Regions from separate parts of the Rattus norvegicus genome. Here region 1 is linked to region 2. Evidence: chromatin contacts called from public Hi-C data. All regions are on one chromosome and are shown on one strand. The core of a region is the stretch at or near the end of the contact, and the rest is flanking DNA. Distances in the headings are between cores, read along the strand shown. Region 1 holds the start of Mrc1 (mannose receptor, C type 1). Region 2 overlaps Tmem236 (transmembrane protein 236).

Region 1 (2,792 bases), core at 206-2,705, 66 kb before region 2:
CTTTTCCAGATAAATAAATAGTGAAAAGAGATGAGGGTATGGCTCTACAGCAGAGTACAAGTCTAGAGTCTCCCAGTGAGGGGCTGAGAAATCACAGGCCTGGAGTAACACAAAAACATCTGCACCTTCAAGGGACACTCCTGCACCCACTTTTTATTTGCTTTTCATTCTCTAGAGAGACCTGAAAGACCTCATACTTTGTGTCCCAGTAACTGAGCACACCAAGTGCCCTACAGGGCCTCACACTCTCTCCCAGTATCTGTGCCCAAAGAGACCCACAGGTTCTCACACTCTGTATTCAGGTATCTGTGCCCAAAGACCTCACACTCTGTCTCAGTATTTGTAGCCACAAAGAGAAAGACATTAGGGAGGCATCCTGCTGTCTCAACGGAGGGAAACATTCCTAAGAAAATTGAGAACATCTTTATCAAACAGCTCCCTAGAAAACTTCCGGCATCAGTGTCACCATAGAACTTGGGTTAGGACCAAGGGTACAAACTGTCCAGCAGGTTTCAGTTGTCTGATGAAAAAGAAGGGTGATAAAAAAGGCAAAATAAGTCTCAAAATAGACCTGGGAGTGCAGACTCTCCCAGTCCCTCCCATTCTGGTTCTTAGGAGTCCAGAGAAATGCAGACTCAGCAATGCCCTTGAGCGTCTAAGGAGCCCTGATCAGTTCCTATGGACATATCAACCACCTTCAGACTTCAGCACTGAACACATCCGCCTGTGAGACGGTAGGAACAATTTTGGATACAGAAAAGGATGGACTTTCTAGTAATAAAAATTATGAATGAAAGGGCTCATGGGAAACTCTGAGTGTAAGAATTACCACGTCCCTGCTCTAGGGAGATTCCCCTCCTTATCAATTTGCATCTTGGATGAGGGGCAGCAACTTCCTCTTTCCCCACTAGAAATGCTCAGAGGTATCTGTAGAGAGGAGGAGAGCAGTGGCATAAACTGAAAACTAGAACTAGGGCAAACCACAAAACAAGAAACCGTTGCACACGAACCAGGTAGAAAAAACTAGACATGATGTCCTCAGGAGGACAGAGGTGCTGAGGGCTTCAGCCTGGGCGATATCTGACATGGGAGAGCGGCAGCATTGCCTGGGTGTAGCTCAACTCCCACCCCGATTGCCAAGCCACAGCCAGATGCAGGCTCTATTCGAGTCAGGTAAAAACACAGATGTTAAGGACAGTGCATTCAACTCCTCTTCCAGATGTGCACAGGACTCAGCATATACTTCAAACAAAATGGTATGCAAAGCCCCCACCTCAAAATAGACTTACCCAAGAGTTGAACAGCGACCGGAATCACAGAGATAAAAGCCAGGAGCAGGGGGAGTCTCATGGCCCAGAGTGTGTGTTCCATTGAGGGAGAAGAGGGAAAGGGGAAAAGAAAAGCCAAAGAATACAGCCCAAGTCCCCGGGTTGCCCCTTGGCTTAGTCCAGGGTCTGGGAGCCGTCTGACTGAAAAGGAGAAGAGAGGAAGCTGTCTCTTTTAAAGGACTCCTGAATTTAGGAAAACCCTCCAATTGACAGATATCCTGTCACATGGGGGCGGTTAGAAAAACAGGAATTCAAAGTTACAACTTTGCTTCGTAAGCTAAGGCACAGGGGGAAGGGGAGAGAGGAACATGTGGAGGAGAGGAGTGAACGCAGGAAGTGTGGAGAAGTGAGGACCCAAGCCTCAGGCCTCAGCTGCAGGAGGGAGAGACAGCCCAGCGGAGTTCTCCACAGGTGCTGGGCACTGACTACTTTGGAGGCCATTATCTGGGTGAGGAAAGTGACAGTCTCCAGGAGGCAGTGTGGAGGCTCTTATGCATGTAGCCTCAATTCTAATGTCAGAAAGGGAGGACACGCACTCCAAAGGTCAGAAACATTTCCTGAAGGTGTAAAACTGACCCTCCGCCCCAATCCTGTGTTCAGAGCCCCGGCCCCCGACACACACACACACACACACACCTTGGAAAGGGTCAAAGGTATGGTTCACATAGAGCTTTGCTCCTATCTCTGGAAGGAAAATGAAAGAGAAGTTAATTTTAAGACAATTTCAGTGAGGTCCAGAAAGAGAAAGTTCTAGAAGCCTTTCTCTAGAAAGCCAGAGGAAACAGTGGCAAAAGCTTTGTAGTTGGTTTGCTGCCGGGGCTCAACCATCACAGTCCTCTGAGTTGGAAAAGGGGAAGACCTCTCCCTTGCAAAAGAAAGCCTGGCTTGGGTCCAAAAGTTACTTGTTGATTCATGAAACTGGGATTCTCTCTTGACATTACAGGGTGGTTCACAAAGCACCACACAACCGACCTAAACCTTGATTTTTTTTTCAGGAGTTGAACCAGAATTAAGAATATTTTGAAATGGATAGTGGTTAGATAACCAGGGAAAGACCTGGAACCGGAGGGTGGGAAATGTAAGTGTTTCAAAAAGAAGCTTCTGGAAACACTGGAGAGTTAGAAATTGTAAACAGATGGTTTATCTGCAAATGAAAAGCTGTTAAGAAGCATCAATTCTGAGGCAAAGGTTCACACTTTACTTCCCAGTAAGAACTGTGATTTCTCTCAATAAATTTCTTCTTTAAAAGCCTCAAGTAGGAAGGTGCGGAGAGAGGACCCACAGTTCTGTTCCATCCATTCTACCAACGCTTAACTGACAAAGAAAATTCTCCCAAAACTAGAGGCACAGCAAATGTTTTGTGTCCAAACACTGCTTAACTGTCTTACCAGAGGAACATTGAAACAGTCTTTCAATATTTCAATTCCTAGCTCAGGCTGGCCTTGAATTCTTAATTCCCGTTTC
Region 2 (2,836 bases), core at 285-2,784:
ACACTGGTGCTGCCTCAACTGCTCATATGAACCCTTACAAGAGGGGCTCACTGTGCTCTGCTTGTATGTCCACATGTACATTGTGCACTGCTTATGCGCGCACGCACGCGCGCGCATACACACACACACACACACACACACACACACACACACACCACTGCTTACTGTGAGCATTAAGAAAAAATAAGGCTTAGGTGTAATGAAAAAAAAAAAAACCTTCAGAACTGACATGTACAAAGACTGATGATTCCGAAGAAAACACAACACTGAGAAGAAATGTAGAAAGTGCAAGGCTGTTCTTTGAGCTGGACCTCTACTGCTCTTTCTCCTGACTCAGAGCAGGCTCTAAGTACTGGGGCAGCATTGTCTTTGCCTGAGGGAATGGAAAACCATCTCTTCTGAAAACGGTTGTAATAGCGTGTGGGGTCTTGAGAGCTAAGAGGAGAAGGAAGCAGTAAGGCGCAGAGACTGGGGTTAACTCTCGGGGACACAACCTCATTTCTATATTAAATTGTTGTAGTTTTAGATATTCATATAAATTTAAAATTCAGAAAGATACCCATCAAACTGACAGTGTTGTGTCTAGAAAATGGGGGAGAGCAGTATAGGAGGGAGATTTAAAAACAAAAACAAACAACAACAACAAAAAAAAAACACCCTTTTCACTAGTTTTGTCATCATCTAAATGGTTCTAAAAGATTGGAAAGCAATTTTAGAGTAAGAAAAATGTATTTTAAAATCACTGCAAGTGGGCTGGAGAGATGGCCCAACAGTTAGGAGCACTTGCTGATCTTGTGAAGAACGCAGGTTGGATTCTCAGCACCCACATGACTTACAGCAATCCAGTTTCAGGGGTTTTGACACTCTCTTCTGGTCCCCAAGGGAACAAAATATGCGTGTGCTGCCCTAGTATACATTACAGCCGAACACTCATACAGAGAAAACAAAAGTAACTTTAAAATAATTATTGCAATTACATTAAAAGTTTATTATATATGTGCATATGTATGTGCACATATATGTGTGTGCATATATATGTGTGCATATGTGTTCATATATGTGTATATATACATATGTATGTATATGTATATATATATGTACACACACATATCTATATATATATATGCACTTTCATTTATCAATTTACATTCCTCACTTTCCCTTGGGCAGAAGCTAGACAAACACATTTCACTTCCACTTAACCTCTGAGTGGAAAAACTAAACACAAGCAAAAAGCCACACAGCCACAAACATCAAGCAGGACAAAGGCATGGAAACCATCTCCCCATCAAGCTGGGTCGCTGTGTCAGGCTCTTGAAGAAGCCTCGAGACTCGTCACAGCCATCCTGCAGCAGCGCCCACCTCAAGTGCTTCCTCCTGCCCAACCTTCCTCTAGGCACCTTTCCCAAGTAGGATGTGGCATTACCTCCTTCGTGCCAAAAGCTTTTGGAAACCGTCTCTGCTCGCAGTTACAGCTATCTATATCCTGGTTTGCCTGCTGGATCTCCAGGAAGCCCATATACTCCTTGAAAGCAGGAAACATCTGCCCTAAGCCTTGACTCATCATTTCTCAGCACAGTGCCCAGCACAGAACAAGCTCTTAACACACATTCGTGGGAGGGATGGGGAGCACAGAGCAGCTGCAGAAGGCACAGCCCCCAGTCATGGCTAAGGCCTCTCTTTTTCCAAGGGAATGCTGCTTCTCACACTGCAGGAGATAGCGATCGAGAACCATCTGTCCTGTGTGATCGGCACACTCATTCAGCACACAGGTTTACTTATGTGCTCAATCATACTCACTCTTCCTATGTCTCCTTCCCTCATCACATAGCTCTTTAGAGTCCCAAGGCCAGAGAGGGAAGACAAAGTAGTGGGTTGGGGCGTAGGTGGGACGAGGAAGGGGGGTGGGTCTTACACAACTAATTTCATGCTTGGTGTTAGGCAATGTTTCTGGTCTTTTCCAGACACTAACAAAAGTTTTGTAGATGCCAGTGCTACGGTGTCTCCCAAATTTTTTCCAACATGTGTGCCCTCAAAAACAGACATGAGCACTAACAGAGGTGTTTGGGAGAGAACTGCCTGGCGCTTGTCTGGCCCAAGACAGAAGCTCCAGTGATTTCAGCCTTCATCTCCTAGTGTCTCATTTGCTCTAACTCTAATTAATAGAATGGCAGGCAGGGAATGACTGATCGAGCAACCAGCTCACTGGGCTGAAGAAAAGAACACCATCACGCTAACAACCAGGACGAAACAATGCCAAGGGTTAGATTTGGAGGCACAATCATTGGGGAGTTGCAAGAGGACTTTGCTAACCATTTACCCTCCAACAGAGGGCTGCGTACTTCAGTCCCGATGCTTCCCCTCCTAAGTTCCCTGACAATCTGCCATGCCACTGCACCGAAACATAAAGGCCATTTTCGAACCGCTCAAATGCTTTACTTGAAAAAGTCCAAAACTGATCGGAGAGGCCTGTGCCTCAGCCTGCACTTGCCTGTCAGGCCGGCGGTCGTCAGAACTTCCTGACAGAGAACACATTTGGTTTCTGAAGCTGGATCTGTGCTGGAATGACTGGCCCCTGTGGTTCTGAATTCACTTCCACATAGGACTGTTGATGCAGAGCTTTTTATTTTAGTAAGCAGAAGATATCATTCCGTCCAGAGGAACACCTGTTGTCCACACTGCCAACTGCCATTTCCTTCCTGCAGGCAGGAAGTCAAAAACTGAAAGTCTCTAAAAATCGTTAGCGAGAGCATTTGCAATCTAGAGGTTCATACATTGTTTTCGGCAGAGGGTCTGTGAAATGGAACGGACAAACTGCCAAGAATGTTCTGGTACG

The links. Hi-C and Micro-C count contacts between places; a contact is called where the count stands out from the background.
Region 1: a Hi-C map of liver shows a contact between it and region 2, with 6 times the contacts expected there. The contact joins the promoter of Mrc1 here to the enhancer-like site in region 2. A contact is called at or near these places in 2 of 12 Hi-C or Micro-C datasets (liver and psoas muscle).

The regions. Positions count from the first base shown.
Region 1 is chr17:82,156,388-82,159,179 of GRCr8, reverse strand. It overlaps Mrc1 (mannose receptor, C type 1), which reads right to left and starts at 1,455. Exons shown (of 30, transcript NM_001106123.2): 1 at 1,290-1,455. The coding sequence starts at 1,350.
Region 2 is chr17:82,090,134-82,092,969 of GRCr8, reverse strand. It overlaps Tmem236 (transmembrane protein 236), which reads right to left. Exons shown (of 4, transcript XM_001057551.8): 1 at 1-2,836. Among named protein-coding and RNA genes, the nearest start is that of Tmem236, 17 kb to the right of the region's middle. Within about 2 kb of position 1,534, at least 17 of the 93 cell types and tissues checked have an H3K27ac peak or open chromatin away from gene starts, as enhancers often do.